Regions from separate parts of the Zea mays genome. Here all the other regions are linked to region 1. A link is a contact called in public Hi-C data. All regions are on one chromosome and are shown on one strand. The core of a region is the stretch at or near the end of the contact, and the rest is flanking DNA. Distances in the headings are between cores, read along the strand shown. Region 1 holds the start of LOC100191625 (CDP-diacylglycerol--serine O-phosphatidyltransferase 1). Region 2 holds the start of LOC100279581. Region 3 holds the start of LOC100383916 (Rab5-interacting family protein).

The links. Hi-C and Micro-C count contacts between places; a contact is called where the count stands out from the background.
Region 2: a contact with region 1 is called in a Hi-C map of leaf, with 7 times the contacts expected there. The contact joins the promoter of LOC100279581 here to the promoter of LOC100191625 in region 1. A contact is called at or near these places in 4 of 25 Hi-C or Micro-C datasets (bundle sheath, leaf and leaf mesophyll).
Region 3: a contact with region 1 is called in a Hi-C map of leaf, with 8 times the contacts expected there. The contact joins the promoter of LOC100383916 here to the promoter of LOC100191625 in region 1. A contact is called at or near these places in 15 of 25 Hi-C or Micro-C datasets (bundle sheath, ear, endosperm and 4 more).

Annotation. Positions count from the first base shown.
Region 1 is chr8:67,544,794-67,548,567 of Zm-B73-REFERENCE-NAM-5.0, reverse strand. It overlaps LOC100191625 (CDP-diacylglycerol--serine O-phosphatidyltransferase 1), which reads right to left and starts at 1,830. Exons shown (of 13, transcript NM_001365505.1): 1 at 1,533-1,830; 2 at 1,045-1,293; 3 at 259-324; 4 at 1-18. The coding sequence starts at 1,199. LOC103635305 (a long non-coding RNA gene) reads left to right here and starts at 3,440. Exons shown (of 3, transcript XR_002264230.2): 1 at 3,440-3,491; 2 at 3,568-3,774.
Region 2 is chr8:67,732,610-67,736,383 of Zm-B73-REFERENCE-NAM-5.0, reverse strand. LOC100279581 reads right to left here and starts at 1,754. Exons shown (of 2, transcript NM_001152578.1): 1 at 696-1,754; 2 at 1-472. The coding sequence starts at 1,691. The coding sequence ends at 101.
Region 3 is chr8:67,403,591-67,407,364 of Zm-B73-REFERENCE-NAM-5.0, reverse strand. LOC100383916 (Rab5-interacting family protein) reads left to right here and starts at 1,811. Exons shown (of 4, transcript NM_001355672.1): 1 at 1,811-2,095. The coding sequence starts at 2,007.

The sequences.
Region 1 (3,774 bases), core at 581-3,080:
ATCATAGCCCAGACACCCCTGGAAAGTTTCGGTAAGAAGATGAGTCAGCAGCATCACTCTCACTCTCTCCAATCATTGTGCAATGCTGTGAAGGTAAAAACAGCTCGAGTCCAAAAAGACAGCATCAGAACGGAACACGAGCAGTGGCCTGATCATCCTTTTCTTTATTCCTTCTTTTCTTTATTCCTACTTTTGAAAGTTAGTGCTGCCTGCCTAAACAAAAGTCATAATTAAATCCTGACGACGATTCAGCCATACCTCTTGATTGATGTCAAGCTACTGTGAGCAGCAGCGCCTTCAGGATCGAGTGCTCCACTTGCCCAGCTGAAAGGCAAGAACAGTTAGTTGAATGTATGCGAGAGGCCAGTTGATGAGATGGCACCGCGAGAAAGCGCGCCCCCACATTTGGTCAGTACGGTTGGTATGGTATCCACCGCTGGGCAGCCCCGTCTCTGGGATAACTTTGGATTGGGGTTAGCCAGCTAATGGTTGTACCTTAGATTCAGGTCCAAGCTTATTGCTTGGTATCTTCCTCGCAAGAAGCAGGGTGTTAGTGGCTGTTCTGGGAGCAATTTTCAGACAACTTCGTTTTCATGGAAATTTCAGAACAATTTGGGTTGAGATACTTAACCAGCGCTGTGGCTCTCCACAGCCAGTCGTATCCTGACGTGCCACCATTGATAGTGCGGTAGCTTCGATGCTTTCGCACATAATTAATTATCCACTAAATTCCAACCGAAAAGCTATATTTTTTTCTTCAGAAAATAGAGGGGGAAAACATACAAAGTGCATGGCAGCGTCTCAGCTCTGACACTGCTGCAGCACCTGGCGTTGTCCCTGGCAGCTCTGGTACTTTGGCAAGCACACAGCACAGAGACAGGCCGTTTGCTTTCGCCCCCGTAAAAATGGCACCCTCGGGTCAAGCGGGGTCGTAGTACGAACACGGTAGCAACTAGCAAGAGGCGAGCGAAACCAGATACGTAGGGCTCTCCCTGTGTGGGCGCGAGCAGGATAGAGGAGGAGAATTCGAGGGCGGTTGCTTACATGAGAAGGCAGGCGCCGACGAGGAGCACCGAGATGGTGTGCGGCTTGTAGAGCCACGCCGTCCATGGGTCGTACTCCTCGCCGCCGCCGCCGCCGTTGTCCGTCGCCGGCGGCCTCCTCTCCTCGCCGTGCCGCGGGCGCTGCTTCGCCTCCATGGACGATGGCACGCTAAGGAAACAGCCGAGAGCCTCCTGCGCCTGCCCGCGGCACCGGCACGCAGCGGCAGCGGAAACCTCCGGGAAGCAACACCTGTCCAGAGCAGAGGGGGAGGGAGGTATGCAAGCCGCCAAATTAGCAGGCCGCGCCGCGGCAGCACCGAAAGTCCGAAACTGCCAAGCCAACAAATCGAACCAAACGACGAGCATGCATGGATCGCCCGCCGGCGGAACGAAGGACAGAAAGGAGACCGAGAGAAGGGATCGGAGAGCGCGAGAAGAGCGCAGGGCGATTCCACTGTTCCTACATGCAGGGGCACATGCGCAACGTACCGTACGTACCGGCGAGGCGAGGGATGAGGAGCCCCGGAAAACGGGGCTGGGGCTGGCAAGTGATTCTCCGGCCGTGCGGGGTGCCCGTACACGAATATGATCGAACAACAAGCCACCGCGCGCAACAGGCTCACGCGTGAGACGCGGGCCGGGCGGACTCGTCGATCGGCCTGGGGTACGCAAGCGAGTGCCCGCGTTGAGACTGCTACGGGCGCGCTCGCGGCTCGAGGTGGGAGCGAGCTGCGGTGAGATGGGACAGGGCAGCGCCGGACGGCGAGGCTGGGGACGAGGGAGGGCCGGGTGGCGGTGGCGGTGGCGTCGTCTTTAAAAGAGGAGGTGGGGAGAGCCGGAGAGGGGAGACGATGGGCTGCCTGCCGTCAATCGGCTTCGGCTCGATCAATGGGTTCCGTTTCGTGGTTTGTGCCCGTCTGGCAGCGTGTCCACGTAAGCGCGACACGTCCCGGGCGGACTGGGCTCTGCTGCACGCAGCGCGGAAGCAAAGGGCGCCGTCCCGGTTGCCGGGTGGCGGTTCCCCCAGTGCGTACCCCGGACGCTCTGGCAGGGTCCCGGCTTCCTGGGCCGGGCTGGCGCGGGCACCGGGTAGCGTTAGGGGCGGGGCACTACTATTATTCGTCGAGGCCGCCAACTACTTTTGTTTCTTGTATTTGTGTGCTTCCGTGTCCATGCCCACCGCCACCCAAGTGGCAAGTGACATTGGATTTGGATCATCCGAACTTCAAATGGACTTAGCCCGTTTCGGATTTGCTTGGATGGATATTGTTTGGACGCGGATATCCATTGCTAGGAAATCCAAATGCATCGGGTCGGTTTGGGTTAAAAAAAACTTGGATATCGCAAATCCACAGGATCTCTTCACAGAGCGTGACAGCGCCTAGGCAGTGGCGGATCTAGGAATTCATCTTTGAGTATGCCGATCAAGTAATTTAGGGTGTGTTTGGTTCATTGTCCCAGATGGCACAACCTAAGGTTAGGCATGCCCCATTTTCGTCGGTAAGTGTTTGGTTCATGCCTAATATTAGGCAGCCACAAAAAGTGTGGCGTGGTTCACAGCACTCGCCGTATATTTTTACGTCGCACCTGGGGCGCTCGTTTTGGCCGCCGCACGCCCCACTTCTCCTCTCACCTCACTTGCTCGCCGCCGGACCTGGATCTGGCTCTCACTTGCTCGCCGCCGCACCTGGATCTGGCTCTCGTCTCCTCCAAGCACGGTGAGGTTCTTCCCCTTTCTACTTTTCACTTTGCTCCCCAGTGGTTCGCCTCCATTCTTCTTCCCCACAGCGCTCACCTCGTTCTTCCCCTTTCTGGACGCCGAGCCGCTGTGGACGCCTCGTTCTTCACCTGGATCCGACGTCGGCGTGGGGACGGGCCCTGCCGCGTGGCGCTGGGCGCGGTGGATCTTGAGCTGCGCGTGACGGGGCCTGGGCTGGGTGTTCTCAAGATCTGTTTCGTAACACATCCGGCCACCAAAACTCCATTGCTGACTGCGCCGTGCTTCTTCCTCTCTTTTTTTTGCCGCGCTCGTCCGGCCGCAGGGAGGCTCCCAGCTGTTCCCTTGGTCTCTCTCTGTTCTTTTTGCCGCGCTCGTCCGGCCTTAGGGAGGCTCCGAGCGGTTCCCTTGGTCTCTCTCTATTCTTCTTTTTTTGTTCTTCTCTGACCGCCTGTCTTCATGGCCGTCGTGGCCATCACTCCAGAGCACACAGTCGGTTTCTATGCACTCTGTTTTCTGTCTGCCGATTCCCTTTCTTCTCTGTTCCTGGTAATTACTGCTCAGGCCGGTGCTGTTACACCCCCACGGCCAGCGCCGATGGCCGGCATGGCGCCAACGGTGGTCCCTGTTAACCAGTGACGGTTTGGTCATCTCATGATTCTTTTTTCTGCTTGTACATGATTAGGAGTGCACCTATTTTGATTCTGCGAACTGAGTAACTGATTCTAAAGGTAACTGAAATTCTACTCTCTGAAACTTGCATTTTCAAATATTCTAAAGGTTGTAATTAGTTTTTAATTTGTCTAGATGGGTGTGAAGGAGATGTATCTTCAATATTACAATAGTTACAACCAGTACCTACGAAGAAGAAGGGTGCTCATTTGCACTACCATTTGTGTGGTTTTTTGTGGTATAAACTGTCTAGATTACATAAGAAGAGTATCAAATATGGTCCTTTGTTACAACGAGATTTGGAACGAGAGAGGCGGCTCAACCGGTTGTATAATGGGACAT
Region 2 (3,774 bases), core at 505-3,004, 190 kb before region 1:
AATGCAAAAAAAAAAGCATGAGAAAATTAGGGAACACCTACACTTGCTGCGCTTCACCAAAAGGGGGGAAGAGCACATTTGCTTGTTCGGCATGCATGGGCTAGAAGATCAGGTTGGCGATCATATTTGCTGACGGCTGGTGGCCTACTAGGACGGCTGTTTGGCCAGTCACTGGCTGGAAGGCTGCAGCTGACTCAAGCTTCTCCCAGGTAAGTTTACGCTTCGCTTCTAGCGACACAAGTCTTTCTTCTTCCTCCTTGTACCTGGCCAGGCACGACGAGAAATGGTCACCATCCATCTCAGAAAACATTTTCTTGACATTCACAGCCAGATTCAGGACCGCTTGGTTCCAGTGATTCTGAATGTTCTGCTCTAGCGCTGGAACAACAAGAGACATGATCACTTGGCGGTTTTGTGCTATCAAGCTGACAATGTGATCATTGTTCCACATGAAAAGCGCTCTTTCAGCAACCTGAAACCATGCAACTTGTTAAGGCAACGACGACAACAGCAACAAAACTCTGATTGAGTTATAATCTACTCTTTTTTTCTAAACTTACCACCAATGAGATTAGGTTTATAATGCAAGCGGTAGGAACAAGTAATATAGAATGAATCTGATTCCATATGGCACTTGGGATACTGAAAATGCATACTGCAACAGTTACTAGATAAGATTTATTGGGGCAAGTTACCTGGAAGTGAGCACTGGTGATACAATGAGCAATTCGCCGAAACAATGGTGCCATACATTTCTGGAATTCTGCCTGGCTGGTAGCCTCCAAGATCTCTTCGATCTCGCTGAGAAACATCACTTCCTTCTGACAATTTGTTATTGGCCAGTACCTTAACAAACCAATTATCACTGGGCTTGCGAGCTCTGGATCCTTTTCTATAAACTGTGTCACACAGTAGGTCAACTGCTGAAGGTACGCACCAAGAGATTTTGGTTTGTGCAAAGGAACCAAAACTCTCCAAAGAAAGGTCTTGTGCTCTTCTTTCAGAGGCAGTGCAAACCCACTAATGACACTGCCAAAGACCTCCAGCAGCTCTGCGATCCCATTATGTCGATCAGTCTCGAAGACGAACTGGTAGAATACGTTGCTCGCCGCTCTGCGAATGAAAGGACGGTGCACCATGAACTTCCCATACACCCTGTGCAGAATGTTTTTCACGCAATCCCTTTCCCTTGGATCCTCGGAGTGAAGAAGATCAAGGAGCTTCACAATGAACGAGTGATCAAAGTGCTTCTTCCCTATCTTTGCATCCAAGGACGAGGATCCGATAAACTTCAGTAGCAGCTCATAAACAAGGTGCAGATGGCACCACCCAGTATCGAACATTGGCTCGTCCTCGTCGCACTCACCGACGCCTGATGAGCCGCCAGACCTGCAACTTGCAGGGAACGCCCGGAACAGGTTGACGGCGCACATCCTAGAGCAGGCCACGACCGCCGCCTCCGAGAAGCGAGCGTTGGTCGACTCGACGAACTCTATAAGATCCAGCAGTGCCTGCCGCTTGATATCCTTCTCCACCGAACTCCTGTCCGGGTCCGAGAAATCGAACACGACGCAGCACAGGCTCAGCTTGCTCACGAACAGGCTCTGCTTCTCCGAGCTGGGCACGTCCTTGAACGAGACCAGCGGCTCGATGCCAGCCACGACGCTCGAGGGGAAGACGGCGGATGACATGCGCCGAATGGCGGAGGCCGGGGGGCGGCCCGGCGGGATGCTGCCGCAGCTGCTCGTGCGCTGTATGCCGGCGCCACTGCTGCAATGTCCCGAGTCCCCGGAGGCCGACGACCTCCGGGGCAGCTTGCTCAGGAACTGTTTCCACATCTTACACGTAAACCTTGCCACTCACACGCCAGCACTAACACGGAAATGGAGCAAGAACCAAGATTACTCGCCAAGAGAGAGAGAGAGAGCTCTACGTTTACAGCGAGCGACGGCAAGACTCCACCGCAGATTCCACCCCCCACCCCCACCAAAAAAAACAGCAAGAAGAGGGGGGGAAATGGCAGCCGCCAGTCTGGAGGTAGAGTGAAGACGTCCGCACGGAAGGCTGGGTTTCGCCCGGATCTGAGGCTCCTAGCCACGTGCCCGCCGGATCCAGGCGGCGCGACGCGGCAGGTGGAGGAGCGGCGCCGGGTGCTAGCACGGGACGACGGCGGGCATGGGAGGCATTGGGAACCGTACCGAAATCTGCAGCGCCGCGCTTTGTCTGCTTCTCGGGACGAGGAGTGGACACTGGACAGTGGAGGAGGGAGCCTGTGCCTGTTTGCTGTTTCTTGCGGGGAATGGTTTGTTTATCACGGGGCCATGTACGGACGAAACCGTGTGCCATGTACGGCGCACGAGGTCCGTGCTGATGAAAGGGAAATCATCATCACCCGGCGGGCCTTTCTTAAACTCAGGATCCTGGCTTTACTTCGAAATTACTCCCGCTTTGTCGACGATTAAACAGCTGTAATTGCGCAGGGACGCAAGGGTGCATGTGCAAACCGCAGGGCTTTAATCGCCGGTCCGGTGCCCTCCTCTTGAGTCTTGACCGTCGATCGGACCTATTCGGCCACCGCTGCTGTGGGCCTGTGGCTGCAGGAGATGAACTATGACATACTAGTACAGATGCAGCCATAGCTGAAGCGGTGGCCATAGTGGTCACCGGCGGGGCCGGGGCAGGGTCCCGGACGTCCGCCGGATGCGTCCCGTGACCTCAGCGTGCGGCGCACGGTTGGGCGGTAGGACACTGGTGACGACGGCACGAGTAGAGGGTTTTCACTTTTCAAACCACATTCGCGTGTTTAATGATTAATCAGCACTCCTATCGTATCCGTTACCAGCAATAGGCACAATAATATATGCCTACGGATACAGCTGGGCATTCGTTTTTTTAAACTTCCGGGTTTTTTTGGTTTTATTTTTTTTAACAATGGGCAAAAGCCCTCTATTTCATTAGAAAATAGGAAAGAGTTCATTACATAAAACCAGCAAACTTGACCAGATGTCCCGACACAAACTCGGCATAACCGAAACCTTACCAAATCACCTTACAATATCATTCTAGATGAGTAAGGAGACCTAGTAACGAACAGGTCCAGAGCAGCTAATACGACCATAAGTATTTCTTATTACAAAGACAGAAATCATCGCTAAGAAGCGAGGAACAGCAGAAGCTAGCTACACAACCTAGGTCCAGAAGTTTAGGCGCAACACAACCACGCAACATCAACATCAAAATCAACCAGAAATGCGTCGGTCCCTCGGACACCACCCATACGCCCCGCCAAACGCTTCACTTGCTATCTTTCGGATTAGCTTGCTTCCTTGAACCACCATCCTTTTTTCCTTCTCTTTCTGCCGAATAGCCCAGGAATCCAACCAGAAGCAACAAAGAAAAAATACGTTAGACGGATCAAGCAGAGTCTTATCACTGAAGCACCAATCATTTCTTGTCCTCCAGATAGCCCAGAACATCGCTCCACAACCAAACAGAAGCAGGTTGGATATTTTATCTTTAGGATTACTCAACCAGCCAGCACGCAGATCGCTAATGCTTTTTGGAATGACTGCCAAATTTAAGGCCACTTGAATCACTCTCCACACATATCTTGCAATTGGACAGTGAAAGAATAAATGATCGGTTGATTCATCGTAACCACAAAAGCAACAGGCTTGAGACCCATTCCAATTTCTTTTTTTCAGATTATCTTTTGTAAGAATTTTGTTTCTCACAACCAACCAGATGAAAATTTTGATTTTTTGTGGCAACTTG
Region 3 (3,774 bases), core at 562-3,061, 140 kb after region 1:
CTGACCGCGCCACGGGGGATACATCATTACCCTACCCTTAGCTAGCTCAGGCTACGGGAGGACAAGACCGGCGTCCCATCTGGCTCGCCTCGGTAACAAGTAATGATGGCTCCCCGCGTGCGTCCATGGCGACAGTGGTTCTCAGCCTCCTACGGAAGCAAGGAGACGTCAGCAAGGTCCCAACAGCACCGACAGCTGTGCTTCTACAGGGCTCTGGCACTCCTCCGACGACCACGATACCGCGTACACATGGCTCTAGCACCTCTCCAACAGCCACGTTGGCATGTACACAGGGCTCAGGCACCTCTCTACCAGACACGTTAGCGCCTAGCTACACCCCCATTGTACACCTGGACCCTCTCCTTGCATCTATAAAAGGGAGGTCCAGGGCCTTCATGCGGGAGGGTCGCGCGGGAGAACGGGCTGACGAATAGGCTCACTCTCTCTCTCGCGAACACTTGTAACCCCTACTACGAGCACACCCCCTGGCGCGGGATAACACAAGCCACGTTTTCCCCCTTGTGTTCCATCTCGTGCCAACCCATCTAGGCTGGGACGCGCAACGACAAATTTACTCGTCGGTCCAGGGACCCCCGGGGTCGAAACGCCGACAAAAGGTAAATAGAAAGTTAAATATAGAGAAAAAAAATAAAGAAGATGCTCTTAGAGCATCTCCAAGAAACTATTTAAATAGCTCGTCAAGCCAAATTTTGGCTACTCAACACCAAAAAAAAATCTTCAACAGACTATCTATCTGACTCGCCAAGCTATCCGACTCTCCAAATTAGCCTCTCACTAGCCAAATTTGGCTAGCCACACGACTAGCAAAACTAGATAGATAATCTGTTAGAGTTAGATGCTACATAGAGAATGTAATATTTATAAAAAAGTAAATAAAGAGTCAAACAGAGAGCAAAAAATAAATAGTCCCTTGAGATGCTCTTATACGATTTCTTTAGCTAACTGATAATATCATCAAAAATTATTATTGGCTTCTCAGAATAAAAGAACCCAGCAACATTAAAAGCTCCAAAAGCTCTATCTCAAATAAATATGACCTAAATACAACTAGTTCTATCTCGATCCATTTTACTAAAACGTCCCGAGACACATGGTAAAATCAACTCCTTGTGAAAGGGTCATTTATAGAATATTAGTCTAATTGTGTACCTTATTTACCATCATATATAATCCATTCCATGGTACTACTTCAATATGCTCCATCCTTCTTAAAATATTGTTCTTTCTAATATTCTTTTTCCCATACATCTTCGAATAAATAATAATAGATATAGACATCCACAAAATATATTTATAGGTTGACTAATGAATGTATATTTAATTTAAAATGAATTATAATTTAGGACGGAGTAAGAAGTACTTCGTCATATTAGTTGTCCTTTAGAACAATAGAACAATGACACGATATTTAAAATATAGCTTTGACCAATATTTTTTTAGATATAAATAAAGTCTCAATACATTTATATTTTTATAAAAATACTTTTTAAGATAAATTGATGTATATAAATATTAGGTTTTAAAACTAAATAACAAAATAGTTATTTGTAGTTAAAATCTTATAAGCTCGATTTAAACTTTATCCAAAACGTTAAATAATAGGGAGTAATTTTTTTATCTTGAAGTGACAAATACAACTGCGAGACTCAGGGTATCATCCATGAGACAATGATACTGCCTCTATTTTTTTTTTTTGTAGAAATCTCATCCAGCGCATTTTCACTGGAAAATACGAGAAGCAGTTAAAAAATCCCGTATTCCAAACGTCCCTGATAACACAGTCCGGAAGGACCTTTTCTCGTTTTTTTCTCTCGCTAGCACCTTGCCTCCTTGCGATTTGCGAGCGCCGCATCGACCCCCACCGCCGACGAACGCCGCGCCGCCGACGTCCTGCCTTCTCCTCGCCGGCGAGCGCCGTTCCGCTGTACCCTCCGTGATTCCGCCCCAACCTCTGCGTCCGAATCTCCCGCGAAACAGTCACGGCGATGGCGGCGGCCGGTGGCGTTTCAACTGACGATGTCCCGATCCTGCAGGCAGAGAACCTCACCAGCAACGTCAAGTCCGTCTACTACAGGTGTGTCTCTCTCTAGCTTCCTCCCCCTCTGGCCTCCCCACGCGCTCGATCCGATCTGGAGGTGCGCTTAGTTTAATGTTAGTTTTGATCTGGATTTAGCGAGATCTTTTGAACTGGTAGCCCAACCTCAGGTAGTTTACATCCCTTGTGTAATGGGGAGTTTTGCTTGTAAAAGTTAGATTATAGAGTGTTTAAATGCCAATTAGAGAGGAAGGAGGGAGTTGTGAGTTGATAACTTGAAATATCTTTTCCTACAAATTTTATGTCAACTTGCAGTCATCCTAGTTGTGGAGGTCACAAGAGAGGGATTTAGTAAACTTTGTGATATGTGAATTGCTCCTTTCTATAGATGGCTAGTTGAACCCTGCTACTCATAATAATCTGGATCTGATTTGCTCTTCATTTACATTGCTAGGCCTAGGGATTAGGGATTGAATTCCGCAATGCTTGACAAATAGTGAAGTTCATACTGTTATCCATGAGCACTGAGCAGTATCTGCCAAGACTTTTTTATTCTGTCGAGAAGTGATAACTATTCCTTAGATCTGCTAGGTGTGTTTGGTGTGCAAAGGGTTTTGTGGTGTTAAGTGTTGCACTTGGCTAGACTATAGACTATTTAAAGTGTGTTGATCAGAGACGAAGAAGGGAGTTGCGAGATGATAACCTGAAATATTTTTCCTACAAGTTGTGGGGGTCACTCGAGAGAGATTTAGTAAATGTTAACAGTTTAATGACCTGTCAATAGCTCTGATTTATGTTGAATTAACTGGATCTGCTTTGTTCTTCATGCTATTACATCGCTAGGCCTAGGAACTAGGGATTGGATTCCATGATGCTTGACGAACAGTGAAGTTCATACTGTTATCCATGAGCCCTGACTCCTGAGCAGTTATCTCATATGAATCTTTTATTCTGTAGAGGTGAGAACTATCCCTTAGGGGCTTAGGGCATCACAAATGTTTATGGGTGACCTCGCCCGTAAGGTGTATCCCATGTATTTCAAAGGCCACCTCCGTTGCATATAAGGTCTGGAGCAAAATTCAGGTGGGCCCCACAACATTGAATAAAAAATCAAGATGCAAATTCCCGAGCATCTGAGACTTCAGTTTTTCTGTCATCCGTCTTCAACCTGGTGCCACCCACAAAGGGATGAAAACGGTCGGAAAAACCCTCTCTGTTTTCACCCGTATAATTTTTTGTTTGGTCAGAATCGAAAAACAGGAAGTTGGAAATGGATTACGGCCGATAATTTCCGGTATATTGAAAACAAATAAATCTGGACAAAATATATCGATCAGAAAATGGTAACTTAAATCGAAAAACTCACAATAAATGAGTTCTAACCGCCCACAATTGTTTATTTACTTCCACAAACAAGTATCAATCACATAAATACATAATACATAGTCTTATCCACACACAATTGAGCATACATGTTCACTGATAAGTTTTAACCACACAATATATAACTCTTAAACATACGATTGTTCATTCACATCCACATACAAGTCTCAACCACACAAATACACAATACATAGTTTTGACCACACACAGATGATCATATACGTCCACTCAAAAGTTTTAACCATACAATACATAAGTCTCAAACACATGATACATAAGTTAAATTACATGATGTTTACAACTGAAAAGTGTTTCAATGCAAATTGTTTAAATTT